Regions from separate parts of the Oryctolagus cuniculus genome. Here region 1 is linked to region 2. Evidence: chromatin contacts called from public Micro-C data. All regions are on one chromosome and are shown on one strand. The core of a region is the stretch at or near the end of the contact, and the rest is flanking DNA. Distances in the headings are between cores, read along the strand shown.

Region 1 (7,156 bases), core at 1,397-3,896, 410 kb after region 2:
TGCTGAGATTTTGCAGTACTTAAAGTAATGATGACTACAAAATAAAATCACAATGTAATTATATTTCTTATTTGAAATAAAATATCCAAAGACTTTTTTTTTTAAAATAAGTTACTGAGAGAATTTAAATTGATATAAGGGCTGTGTAGAATGTGGGAAGTAGTAGTAAAGGACAGATGACCTGCATGGGTATGGAAATAACAAACATGTCATACTCCTGCAAAATATTCCCCCCTGGGGAAAGGAAGGGTCTGAAACAGTCCTCTCTCTCTTTTAACATGCTATTCAAATGTGGAAGTAGCAATGAGTTCAAGAGACTTTTCCTCTGTTGATTTGCAATGATCAAATATCTGATTCTAATACTGGATGGATGGCTGTGTTTAACTATTCTTAGGCCTAACCTTTTGGTCTAATGGTTAAAAGAATGTGGGCTCTGACATCTATCTGCCTATGTTTGACTCTTGCACTGCCATTCCTTAGCTGTGACATTAGGACAACCTCTTAATGTCTGCGTGTCTCACATTACATTGCTTAGGGTAAGCGGGACTAGTTCAGAGTCATTAGGATGAAATAAAATGAATGAAATAATAAAGTGCCTAGCTTTAGTGTCTGATCCAAAGTAAAACCTTAATAATGCTATCTGTTTTTAGCATTATTAATTTCTGTTACAGTATTCTCAGTACTCTGAAACAACAATATTTTGAAAGATGTGGCTTTCCTCTGTAATATCAGCCTCAAAATTAAAAAGTGTCTCTAATATCCTTAGCTGTCCCATGATCACTGTTCTTGAATTTGTCAGTGGTGGCTGTGAGTCAACTTTTAAGTAAAACTATATTTTGGTCTGACTGATGCAGCCCAAGACAGCTAGGAGGGATATAATTAGAACTACTGTGAGACAGTGTAACAAAGTGATGGCTTCCAAATATCTAACAGAGGAGGTCAACCTAAAATGTACAGCTGCTATAGAAGTCGACAACCAGGCAACCTAACCAGCCTGTACGCTGTACAGAGTGGTTAGTTGGTGTTTCTGAGCTAAATGTTTGCCCAGAGAAAAGCACAGAAACTTAATTCCCAACCTTTGCCAGATTTCACAAGCTGAAAAACACAGAGGCTTGGTGTTGGAAGTTAAGATACAAATTAAAATTGTGTTCTAACGGGAAAAGAAAAAAGATAACTGTTATTGTGCTCCTATTACATTGCCTCAATGTGATCATGAGGTATTTGCTTGTTTCCTTACTTGAAAAAACGAATGAAAGTACAGTACTGGGTTGTCATGATGATTAAAATGACAAATGCAGATCCCTAACTCAGTGTTTGGCCCATGTTGAGTTATCAGTAAACACTGCTGCACCTAACTGACAGTTAAAGCTAGGCTTGTAAAAGACGGTGTGGCAGGAAGTATGTCCTGGGCTTGCCACAGCTCTCCTTTGTATCTATTAAACAGTTTTCTTTTACTCTCTTTTTACTCTTTCCCCAACAAAAGTCTTCTTTTGGTAAAGGATAAATGTTATGGATTAATAATCCTTGACTTGTCATCACTCCCAGGGATGCATGAATTTTGCTAAGGGGTAAGAGCCTTAAGGTCTATTTTTTAATCTCAGACTTAGGTGACACTGGTGGAGTAATATTTTAGAAATTGGTTAGAGGCTGACTGTGCCTCTGAAATAATTACCAGCAATCAAAGAACTACTACAGATCTCTAAAAAGATGGCTCACAGCTATCTGCAAGACAGGTGAGCTGCTGACTCAATTTCTGAAAAGAGCTGCGGTTCCCGTCAGGGACCAGCTGAAGGCCCCAACAAGGTGTAGTCCACACAGGGTTCAAAGCAGATACTGGCAGATATAATAATCAGGATGTTGAAAAGTGATAACCTAAATCTCTGCTTGCTGTTCATCCCTTACATCCTCCAGAGGCAAAAGAGTTAACAGACAGAACGGGCAAAGCAGGCCGCAGCGGAGGAGCATACACTACACGTGCGGGGATGAAGGTAGATCAAATTCTGTTTCAGGTGCATAATCTCTCCTGGACCATGAAAAGCCAAGCCGTCCACCCACTCCAATTCCCACTCCCCCACCCTCGGGTCTCTCAAACTCTAACCACCCCGTCCCTCCCCTGCGAGTCTCCAGGGACCTCCTCACTCCTTAGTCCAGGGCTTCGCCGCCAGGATTTCTTGCTGCTGTTTTTTGTCGTATTTGTAGATTTCATCGATGCTCTGGGCTTCCTGCATGTTGTTGGCCAATTCCCAGGTTTTCTGGGCCATACCGCTCCCGGACGCCGCCATCGCCGAGGAATCAGAGAAGCTTTCGCTTCTACGGCCGAGACGCAACTTTACTTTTCTAGCTCCCTGGGTGTGGGTTTTGGACCCTTCCCACCACAGGTGCAAACTCTTCCTAGACTCTCGAGGCAGCCATGACACCTAGAACCGGAGGTGAAGTTGGTACGGACCATTCGGGGATGGAGGGGGCTGTTAGGAGAAGCGACGATAAATCGGTAGTTAGTGTAACAGCTGTGGCAAGGGGAATATTAATGTGGGTTAAATGAGAACATATCGTCTTGGAAAACTGTATCTATGAAATAGGGCAAACACAATCATTTGCCATGGGAATGGTATAGCCTTTCACAACGGAAGAAGGGCACGTTAACGTTATGCCAGAAACTGCCGTGGCCTCTTAGTTAGTACTGCGCAGGCGCATTTTCCGCCATATTAAATGTGGGCGGAGCTGCAAGTTGGGCAGAGGAAAGTGTTTTCGTGTGGGTGTAGCTGTCTTAGATGGAAAGTTTCTTGAAAGACTAGGAAAAAAATAAAAAGGATGTCTGGAGAAATTTAAATGTAAGTACTGGATTTTGGCTGCGAGGAAGATAAATATGGCATCCTGTTTTGCTTCCAAGTGACCCAGTACACATGCGTAGAACTGCGGGCTCGTGGATTTCAGGTGGGCGTTTTCTAGCGCTCGCGGGAGGCGGCAAAAGCGAGTGAATTGTTACGGTTTTATCCTGTGACGTAGACGTTTCATGTCCCTACATTTATTATGAGCTGTTAGTGATGCAAATGTCCAATACTCAGTTCTCATGAGTTAAGTCTGCAGCGCTTAATAGCCTGGACGGAGTTAATCTCAGCAACCTTTTTGTTGCCTCCCGTTGATACTATGTTTGTTTCCTGTGTTTGGTTTACGTGTTTTTCCCTCTCTTCTCCGTCCGCACTAGATTCTGCGTTTAAAGACGCAGGGACCAGTTCTGTGCTCTTTGTTTTATTTCTAACACCTGGGTGTTAGGGATAAAGATCTTTTTGCTGGAAAAAAAGAAAACATCGCAGCTCTTCATAACCTAGTCCCTACGCACCTCTCCAGTTCCATCTCTCTTCAGTTCCCCCTTGAAACCTTTCTTTCCAGTAGTGCCATTCCCCACACTTGGACTTAGCACAACAGTACTCGGATGTGGTCAGCGTTGCTTGATTAACACGCGCTTCCCTGGCTTTTCTGCCTGCGAGCTCATATTAATCTGAAAGCACAGTTCTGAGGTCTGTCTTCACTCTCCAGGACCATTTCTTCCACGGTGTCTCCAAGTCTGTAAGACAGGTACTTCTTAACTCGCATTGTGTTGTAATTATGTACGAGTATCGGTTTACATGGAGGTTTCTTTTTTTCAGAGTTCAGGATACCTCGCACTGCCTTGAATCCTCCACTCCTAGTAGGGTGCGTGGCAGATCGATAGAACAAATAGAAAATTAGGGTTATGGAATCCACACCACAGTCTGCGGTTTTGACATTTTCAGCTTAAAATTTGCCTTTAAAGTCGACTTGCAAAGTAAGGATAAATTAGGGCCCCTAGGAGACATTAGCATTCTTAGTTTCTTGCGAAGTCAAAAAATCTTTTTCAGTGGGAGCATTTGATTACTTAGTATTGGTGTGAATTGAATTACACGTTGAAAATGGTATTGAAAGCCCGGGACTTGCGCTGACCAGACTCCTGGCTTAGGAGAGTGTGCCATTGGTATTCTTCTTACTGCCTCTACCTTCCCGGACCTCAGACTCAGGCTGTCCTCGGATCGACCGCGGAGTGGTGGGTTGGAAAGCAGGAATTAATTCAACCTGGGAAGCGACTCCCAAGGTTTAACAAAACCCTGGGCGCAGGTGGGTGGCTGTGCGTCCTCCGGGAAGGCAGGGGGCGCCCTCGGTCGCGCGGTCCTCTTAAGCGGCCGCTCCGGAGGCGGGGCTGCGCCTGGCCGTTGGCGAGAGGCGGGCAGAGGGCCCAGCTTGAGAGGCGGAGTCCCGGCCGGCTTGACTGTGACAGTGTTCGCGCGCCAGGAGGCCGCGGCCACCTCTGGGAACCGCTAAGAACCTTAGTAGGACGCTGTGCGTCTCCCAAGACGCGAGCCTGCTGGTCTGAGTCAGCTGACCGCAGGTGGGGAGCAGGCACGGCAGGGTGAGGCCTAGGGTGAGGTGGAGGTGAGGGTGTCCGGGCTGGATTCGCGGACCTGGGGCGAGGGGCTGGCGGCGACCCGGCCGGCAGCGGTGCCCGAGTTACAGGGGCCGGGCGGTGAGGGGGTTTTTGCCGGGCGAGGGGCTCGTCTCGGGCCTGCGGAGCGGGACGGGGGAGGCAGGTAGGTAGTCGAGCTGGCGGCGGTAAGGAGGTTACATGGGTTGGAGGTGAGGGTTCCCTGCCAGCGGGGTCTCGCGGCAGCCGGTCCGGGGCGGTGGCTGGGGTGCAGGGATGGCAGTTCCTTGTGGCTGGGGGCCTCGCAGTTCCCCAGCCCGGGGGCGGTGCGTTGGTGAGTCTGGAGTTGCTCGCCTCTGCGGTCGCCCCTGCCTCCTCGGGTGCTGTTGGGAGCCGGTTGCCTGACAACGCCTTGACGCTTCCCAAAGGGTCGGAAGTCCCGAACTCCCGGAGGGAAGCGGTGCCTCGGCTCCCCTGAGCCTTCCCTCCCCGATGGCGGGGCCCCGGCTGCTCTGCTAAGCCTCCCGGAGCGTCTTTCCTCCTCCACGGTGCTGGGGAATGTTTAACCTAGGAGTGCTTGTACGCCAAAGCACTGTTCGCAGTGATTTGCTTTGCAGGTGGAATTGTTTAATCTTCATAGGCCTGTGAGGTCAGTGCTGTTATCCTGTTTCCCACCTGCGCCTGCCTGGTCCCTGGAGCTTGAACTTTCTTTTTAACTGCCTTCATTTTAGGATTATTATTTGGAATTTAAAACCAGTTTTGAGTTGATGTTAGGAATCTTCGTCGTTTGAGAGAGGCTGGCTCTCGAGATTATAGAAGTAAGAAGCTTAACTAGGGTTTTAGGGAAGGCTTCCGAAGTGAGCCACCACTTTGTTTCTTTACACCTTGAAAGGTGCAAGGACCTACAAGCAACCAGTATGAGTTTATTCATGCCAGTTACCCTTTGAGAGGTTCTATTCTATAGGAAAGACTGGTTTGTCTTGACAAGTGAAAAGGAATCCCACAGAAGCCTGCAAAATGCCTTCTTTTCTCTGAATCTTTCTATTTCTTTAGAAAATTATTTTGCTTTCTCTTCAGATATTTGTGGAAATACTCCACATGGGTGAAGTTTTGGATTTTTTGCAGCACCAATAATCTTACAGGAGGAGTGGCTGTATTTAGACAAAAGAAACTGAAACAGGGTACTTTCAGTGAAGGATTTTTTTTCCCCAAATGAAGTTTTCAGACAAGTATTACTTAACTACTTATGTATTTGAACAAATTTCAGATTATTCTTTTAACACCTTCCTGAGTGGTAGACAAAGGTGTTTGAATCAGTGTATTGGCAATTTTACGTAACCTGAAAGCCATCTAATGTATTCTTGTGTACTGTTGCTCTGAGTCTCCATTAACTACATTTTTTTCTTAAAGTTTAGTTGAGGGGGAGATTGGGAGAAGGAACACTTCCCTGATTCAATCACTGGATGTCCACAGTGGCAGGGAGTTTGGTGCTGTCTCCCACATGAGTGGCAGAGACCCGGCTATTTTCCATACTATCACCTGCTGCCTCTCAGGGTGTGCACTAGCAGGAAGCTGCAGTTGGAGTGGATCTAGGACTTGGACTGAGGTTTTCCCATAGGGGATGCAAGCAGGGTTTTAACTGCTATGCCAGTTGCCCACCCCTTACTGATTATTTTAATCACTGATAAATCTTTGTGTCTGTCATGGATGTTCTGAGTTACAGACATTTAAAAAATTTTTATATCTTCCCAGCATCCCTCATGGGCATTAATAATAGCTGCTAAAAGACTTAAATTTTATTTCTTTATGCACTCTTTTTATCCTGTCTTCTAACATCTTTCTTCGCTCAGCAACACAGTGTTTACTTCTTAGCAGCACTTGGGATATTTGTCGACATTTGGATATACCCATGGAAACTGGTTGCTCATATGGATGGATATCAGAAACTTTGTGCTGGTTATCTCATTCCTCCTTCCCTGTCTTCTAAAGCTTGAAAGATCATAGGTTCCTCCCTGTATATTATCTATCTGAGGTTTTTCTTTTTTTTTCCATTCTATTCTAGGGTACTTTTTTGCAGACAACTTCTCTCACAATTTTAATAATTTTTTAAAAATTTATTTTTATTTGAAAGTTGTGTGAACACACATACTTCCACTTGTTGGTTAAATCTCCAAATACCTACAATAGCTGGGGCTGAGCCAGGTCAAAGCCAGGTGCCTGGGACTCAATCTGTGTCTTCCATGTTGGTGGCAAGAACTCAACTCCTTGAGCCATCGACTGCTGCCATGGTGTGTGTTAGCAGGAAATTGGAATTGGAAGAGGAGCTGGGACTTTGAACCCAGATATGGGATGCAGCTGTTTCAAGCAACTCTTTAACTGCTACACCAAAGGTCTGCCCCCCTTAATGACTATTTTAATCACTGTTAAATCTCTATATTCTTCCCAGGTTCTATTCTGAGTTCCAGACAGTCAGATTTGTTTGGTTTTTTCTCACATTCAAACCCTAAAACCCATTCTAGCTAGGTTTGAGGGCAAAGGTCATCTTTTACTCTTTATCCTTCAAGAATCTAGCATAGATTCTCCTGCTTTGAGAGGGGAGTCCTTTTCCTTCTCATGCTTCTGTAGTGGAGAGGAAATTTACATTCCATTCTTTGAGAGATAAAAGGATAGGAGCAACATTTCCGCCTTTCTTTGTGATTTATAAAATTTGAGACAGAATCA
Region 2 (7,160 bases), core at 436-2,935:
CCATGGTTTGTCCATAATACAGTTGCTATAAAATAAGCTATATTTTAGCCTGATTCCCGGAGAAGCCTCTTACACAACTGACGCTTAATAACCAAAATAAACATAGGATATTATATGTAGATATTGCCAATTTTTAACCGAGGTCTGCAATGTAGTACTCCCAGTACTAAATTTCAACTTGGGAAATACGCCTCTAGTTCAGACTTTGAAGCTGTGGATCTAAATCAAAAAAAACTTTTGGAAATTCTGCCCAACATCTTTTCAGGTTTATTTAATACTACTGAAGATTTAAAACACATCCCAGATTTTCGTCATCGAAGCGATTACTCCACATAATTGATGAGTAGCTACTGTAGCGACACACAAAAAAATGATTCATTCTACACATTTTCCAACAAAATATGTGCAACACCTCTGTGCCACACTTAGATACAGAGTTAACGAAGGACGCCCAAAATGTCAAGTGACTCAAACAGTGTTTTAAGAGCAAGCTGGTGGTAGCCACGGTGTGTTATCTTCCCAGAAGATGTAAAATACATATACATGAACATGGGCATTGTAATTAGAGAAAGCATCACACAAAGGTCCTCCTCAGCTACCCAAAAGGGGATTTTCCATAACCTTTCAAGAGAGCAGAGTTGGCAGAGGGGCTGCCGCCCAGGTTTGTCGGGGAGCTCCTATTTCGACAGTGCAGTCGATCGGAAGCGAACTCTAAACTCCGTTTCGAGGCATCCAGGATGGGCACGATCACTTGTATCCGGGTAGCATCTTCCCTCAAAGCGCACACACTTACCTGGCAAGAAACCTCCCTCCAAGAGTGGCTGGGAGGGCTGAGAGGTGGGACGTGCGCCGTGGGGACGCCGTCACACACACTGGTCCCCCACTCTGCCCTGCGCTCGACCCCGTGGGGCCGAGAGGCTGTAGGGCAGCGACTTGGAAACCCTCTGCCCTGCCTGGGGGAGAGCTGGGTGCGGGGGGCAGCGGGAAACGAACGAGACCCCGGCCAGAGTTGGCGCTGACAGGCCCGGGTGAAAGGGATGTCACCCACCTGCGCGACCTCTTCGCCATCCTTCAAGTACCGCATAGGCGCGGGCTGGGCGGGGACGCAAGTCAGCCTCCTCCAGCCTCAGGCGAATGCTCCTTCTCCCCGACTCTCCCAGCGGCTTCCCTCGCTCCCTCCCAGAGGCGGCCGAGAGCGGAACGCCAAGTCCCAGGCAGGGCAGGACGGAGGGACTGAGGGGCGGACCGCGACCCGCCCCCGGCCCGCAGCGCTGTGTCCTAGCCCCGGCCCGGCCCGGTCAGGGATGCCCCCAACATGTCAGGAGGCACGCTCCCGCCCCTCGCCAGCTTCTTCGGCCGCCTCTGAGCCTCCCGGCTGAGGTCCCAGCGCAGCTCCGCCGCGGGCGCCGACCCCCGCCCTCTCCCCGCAGCGAGCAGCTGTGCAGGGCTCGCAGCCTCCTGCAGGGTTTTGTCCGCACCGCCGAATCTCGCGCCCAGCCTCCCTCAAGAGCCGCCGTTTGAATCTGCGCACGCGGCCCGGAACCTTATTGGCTGTGGCGCCCGCACGCGGGGGGCCAGGGCGGGGCGGGGAGAGCGCGCGCTGCTGAGGGCGGGGCTGGGGAGCTGGAAGCCAGGACTGGAACTCGCGGGAGACGGCGAAGGAGCGGGGAACTAGGGGGTGGGGCCGTAGGCGGGGCTCGCGGGCCGAGCTGTGCCGGGACCCGGAGCGCGCGGAGAGCCGCACCGCGAGGGGGCGGAGCGCCCTGGCCGCGCGCGGCCTGCAGGGAAGCCGAGTTCCTGAGCTTGAGGGGCGGATCCGGAAGCGGCGGCCGCAGAAGCCGCCGCCCTCAATTTCCCCGGGTGAGCGGATGGTGTCCCTGGGGAAGGGCGGTCCTGCCGCCTGGCCGAAGAACGTCTCTGCAGCCTTTCTGGGCAGTAGGTCCTGGCTGTTTGGATGTATCCCGCCTTCGTAATTAGGCGCGGTCGTCGGATGTGACACAAATTTAATCATAACATTTTCGCGGCGGTTATTTTTTTAAGCAAAAACGGGAGCTATTTTTACCCAGAAGACATCCTAGCTAGGAGAGTGGCGAAGATTCTGTGGCAGGGAACTGAATATCACCTCATTTTTCCTCAAGAAGGAACAGAAGTGTGACAAGTGGAAAAGATTTTAGGCGGAGACGTGTGTACAGCGGTAAAAGGAAATGATGCGTGTGTGCATTACGTTCTCAAAGTACTTAATGCAGCGCCCCACCTTAAGGGATAGAACTGATGTGCGGGGTGGGGGAGCTTGGTCCGGGAGAATAATGCGAGAAGACAGAACAGAGGTGGTCTGGGAACTTGGTCCAGATGAATAAGTACGATGGACAGCCCGAGACGTTGACCTTCCGCCCTCACAGGAGAAGCGGGGGTGGGACGTGCGGTACCGCACCGCGGGAGCTTCCAGCAGTTGGAGCCACTAGAGGCTCCAAGTCTAGTAACTAGGAACTGCGCAGTTCGCCTAGCAGGAAAGTAGGTTAACTGCACTAACGATTAGACACGGTTAAGGATTCAAATTTGCAAGACAGCATGCTCTACTGGATAGAGCACTGAACCGCGTGTTAATATTGTACCAAACTGACATTTGCTATTTTGAAATTCTACGCATCATCTTTTGCAAATCAGAAATGCAGGTGCAAATCTGAATTAAGAGGTGGTTACAAGCACTACTGTCAAAACTTAAATACATTTGCGTTTTTAGAGTTCCTTTTTCTCAAGGTATAGATTATGGGAAGGTTAAGCAGCTTTTTATTCCAAATCATGCTGAATTGCTGGTCCACTTTAAAAAAAAAAAAAAAAAGATTTGAGGGCCAGTGCTGGGGCTTAGCGATTAAAGACTCTGCCTGCAGTGCTGGCATCCCATATGGGCGCCAGTTGGAGTCCCAGCTGCTCCATTTCCAATCCGGCTCCCTGCTATGGCCTGGGAAGGCAGTAGAAGTTGGCCCAGGTCCTTGGGCCTCTGCACCCGTGTGGGAGACCCAGAAGAAGCTCCTGGCTCCTGGCTTCCTATCAGGCCAGCTCCCGTTGGGGCCATTTGGAGAGTGAACCAGCAGATGGAAGACCTCTCTGGCTTTTTCTGCCTCTGCCTCTGCCTCTCTCTAACTCTGCCTTTCAAAAAAATAACTTAAAAAAAAATAGATTGGAAATTAGTTTCCAAGTTTCACTAGATTTCGAAAGTCACTTGGAATCAGACATTTCCTATTTTTTCCTGGGTCATACTTCATATATATTCTGACAGGAAGCTGAGATTCTGCTATATTTTAGGCTACAGTTTTATACAGAATACCTTTTTAGGGCTTGAAGCAGTTTTTAAAGATCTCAACAGTAAAATTACTGCCCCCCCATTTTAATGTAAAAGAAAGGCAGTTCCTTAGAAAGATAACATTTTAAAATCAGTTATAAAACTCATGACAAAGTTTGGAATTAGTCTTTCACAGTCATTTGAATACACAAGTTTAAGTGTCACATAAACTAAGATTTGGGATTTTTAAAAGCATAACATAGAGGTTTTATTTGGAATATATAAAGAACTCTCAAAACTCAATCATGAAAAAAAAAGCTTTTAAAAATGGACAAAGGATTTGAACATATGCTTCACCAAAGAAGATATAAATGACAAGCACATGAGATGGTCCACCTTATTAAATCATTAAAGAAATGCAAATCAAAACCACAATGAGACACTACTACACATATCTAGAAGAATGAGCAGGGAAAATAACCAACTCTGCAAAGGTTGATGAAGATGAAAATACTGAGCAAATACAACTGTCACACATTGCTAATAGGAATGCAAATGGTTCCACCACTTTGAAAAATGTTTGTAGTGACTTTCTTTACAATTACTAAAGACTAAAAATGCATAAAGGGCGTTCTTCCTCACATTTATGTCAAACTATCAGAGAAGTAATTTTGAATAGTCTCTTTTTTATGTCTTTTTAAATTTATTTTTAAGGAATACAAATTTCATAAGTAGAACTTAAGGAATATAGTGATTCTTCCCACCATACCCGCCCTCTCAACCACCCTCCCACCCCTCTACCTCCTCCCTCTCCTCTTCCCAGTCCCATTCTCCATTAAGATTCATTTTCAATTAATTCTGTACACAGAAGACCAACTCTATACTAAGTAAAGATTTCAAAAATTTGTACACACATTAAAAAAAAACCTGAGAACTAGTTTTACAGTTAACTCTCATAATACAACTCAATGAAGACAGAGGTCCTGCATGGGAAATTAGTGCACAGTGACTCCTGTTGTTAATTTAACAATTAACACTCTTACACATGACATCAGTGACAACCTGAGGCTCCTGACATGAGCTGCCTAGGCTATGGAGGCTTTTGCCTGACAAATTCTATCAGTATTTAGACAAGGCCATAAGCAAAGTGGAAATTCTCTCCTCCCTTTAGAAAAAAGTACATCCTTCTTTGATGGCTACTTCTTTCTGCTGGAGTGTCACTCACAGAGATCCTTCATGTAGGACATTTTTTGCCACAGTGTCTTGGCGTTCCATGCCTGAAATGCTCTCATAGGCTTTTCAGCCAGACCAGAAGCCTTAAGGGCTGATTCTGAGGTCAGAGTGTTATTTAAAGTAATTGTCATTCTATGAGTCTGCTGTGTGGACTACTTCCCATATTGGAACATTCTCTCCTTTTTAATTCTATCTGTTATTATTACCAGACACTTGATCCTATTTATATGATCTCTTTAACACTTAATCCTATCTATATGTTCACTTTAACACTTACTATGATCACTTTAACAATTCAGATGACGTTTTTACCACCAAGCTTAATGGGATTTAGAGTCCCATGACAAGTTTTTAAACTGTACCCTTAGAAGTAAGTCCATAGGAATGTATGCAGAACTATGCAGATTTACAGTTAAAAACTTCCTCCTCGCTCTCTTATTCTCACCATTATTTTTTACTGAGATCCATCCTCAATTGACTTTATACACACATGATTAACTTTACATTAAATGAAGAGTTCAACAAATAATATAAAGAAAAAAATGAAAAAACAAAATCAACAAACTGCTCCTGTCAAGACAAGGGCAGATCAAGTCATCCCTTCTCAAAGTGTCAATTTCACTTCTTCAGATTTCCTTTTAGGTGTTGAGTAGTCTCTTAATGTTTCTCAGTTTTACACTTCAAGGTAAAACAAGTGTTGATGGTAAATGTTGGAAATTTCTTTGCAAACCATTTTATGCTTTATCTCTCTTTTTTTCTTTTAAGATTTCTTTATTTATTTGAAAGGCAGAGTTACAGAGAGGCAGAGGCAGAGAGAGGGAGAGAGAGAGAAATCTTCCACCTGCTGGTTCACTCCTCAATGGCTGAAAAGTCGAGAGCTAGGCCAATCCAAAGCCTGAAGCCAGGAGCTTCTTCTGACTCTCCCATGTGGGTGCAGGGACCCAAGGACTTGGGCCATCTTTCACTACTTTCCCAGGCCATAGCGGAGAGCTAGATAGGAAATGGAGCAGCTGGGACTCAAACCGACACCCATATGGGATGCTGGCACTGCAGGTGGGAGCTTTACCTGCTGTGCCATAGCACCAGTCCCTATTGTATCCTTTAAAAACCCATGTGAGGTTTTCTTTCTGCTCCATAAAAAATATACTTATATATTTATGAAAATAATAAACAGTGCTTTACTATTTCACTTTCTTGCTCTAAATCTTTAAGTAAATTGCTTCCCTGGTAAAATGCACAATTCAAATGGTGGCACTTTTCCCATCCTCCCCCAATGAAAGTCTATATACTTTCTTTTTTAAACGATTTATTTATTTATTTGAAAGACAAAGTTACCGAGAGGCAGAGGCGGAGAGAGAAAGAGAAGTCTTCCATCCACTGATTTACTCCTCAGGTGGCCACAAGGGCCAGAGCTGGGCCTATCTGAAGCCAGGAGCTTCTTCTGGGTCTCCCACGTGGGTGCAGGGGCCCCAGGGCTTGAGCCATCTTCTACTGCTTTCCCAGGCCATAGCAGAGAGCTGGATCAGAAGTGGAGCAGCCAAGACTCGAACCAGCGTCCATATGGGATGGCAGCAGCTTTATCTGCCACACCACAGCACCAGCCCCTAAATATTTTTCAAGGTTTGCTTATGCTAGTTTGGAAAGCCCTGGTATAGTGCCTGGTATAGCATAAGCGATTTTTTTAGTAGAGCTGTATACACAGCGATTTCCATAGGGAATTTTTCTCTGTCTTATTTACTGCTAGATCCCCAGTCCATAGAATAATAACATGACCATATATTCACTAAACACAATATATATGGAGTAAATGGGAAAAAAAGGTGAATAATAAGGAAGAACCTGAATAAATATGCCCACACAAATGAAATAAAAGTACAAATTAGAATCGATCAGAAATACTATTTTATGACTACTGAAGTACAAAACTTTTCTTAATCCTGCAAGTAAGATTTGAATAACTCTTTGATAGTAGTATTGAGAACTGGTATAATCCTTTTAGGAAGCAGTGCTGAGCAAAGCCCATAAATATATGTGTCACCTTTGACAGATTTTATCACAAGAAAATAATTCAATAGAAACAAAAAATAGGCTTGAATGTTTGTAATATATTCTGTTAGAATTCCAACTCAGAAGCATTCACCTTTTGAGACTAAATGGTTCATAAGCATAAAAGAACAATTAAATAGCCAGTAAAAATAGTAAAACATTGAGAAGGTGCCATTAAATAGTTATTACACTGTTAGGCCTGTCTAGGTGTTTTGCATGAATTCAACTTGGGTAGCATTTACAACTTCTACCATAACAACTTTAGGAGATAGAAACTATTGTTTGTACCCACTTTAAACTGGGAAAGCTGGGGGCGGGCATTGTGACACAGTGGGTTAAGCTACAGCTTGGAACACCAGCATTCCATATCAGAGTGCCTGGTTCAAGTCCTGATTACTCAGCCTTGGATCCAGCTTTCTGCTAATGCCCCTGAGAAGCAGCAGATGATGGCTCAAGTACGTCAGTTCTTGCCATCCATGTGGGAGACCTGGATGGAGTTCCAGTCTCCTGGCTTCAGCCTGGCCCAATTCTGGCTTTTGGGTGCATTGGGAAGTGAACCAGCAGTTAGAAGATCTCTCTCTCTCTCTCTCTCTCTCTCTCT

Evidence for each region. A called contact is a pair of places that touch in the nucleus more often than the background predicts.
Region 1: a Micro-C map of ear pinna shows a contact between it and region 2, with 6 times the contacts expected there. The contact joins the promoter of COPS5 here to the promoter of MYBL1 in region 2. A contact is called at or near these places in 2 of 6 Hi-C or Micro-C datasets (ear pinna and an unstated tissue).

The regions. Positions count from the first base shown.
Region 1 is chr6:92,681,646-92,688,801 of mOryCun1.1, forward strand. COPS5 (COP9 signalosome subunit 5) reads right to left here and starts at 2,647. Exons shown (of 8, transcript XM_008255620.4): 1 at 2,132-2,647; 2 at 1-34. CSPP1 (centrosome and spindle pole associated protein 1) reads left to right here and starts at 2,693. Exons shown (of 25, transcript XM_070075132.1): 1 at 2,693-2,831.
Region 2 is chr6:92,273,794-92,280,953 of mOryCun1.1, forward strand. It overlaps MYBL1 (MYB proto-oncogene like 1), which reads right to left and starts at 1,686. Exons shown (of 16, transcript XM_051844529.2): 1 at 1,049-1,686. The coding sequence starts at 1,068.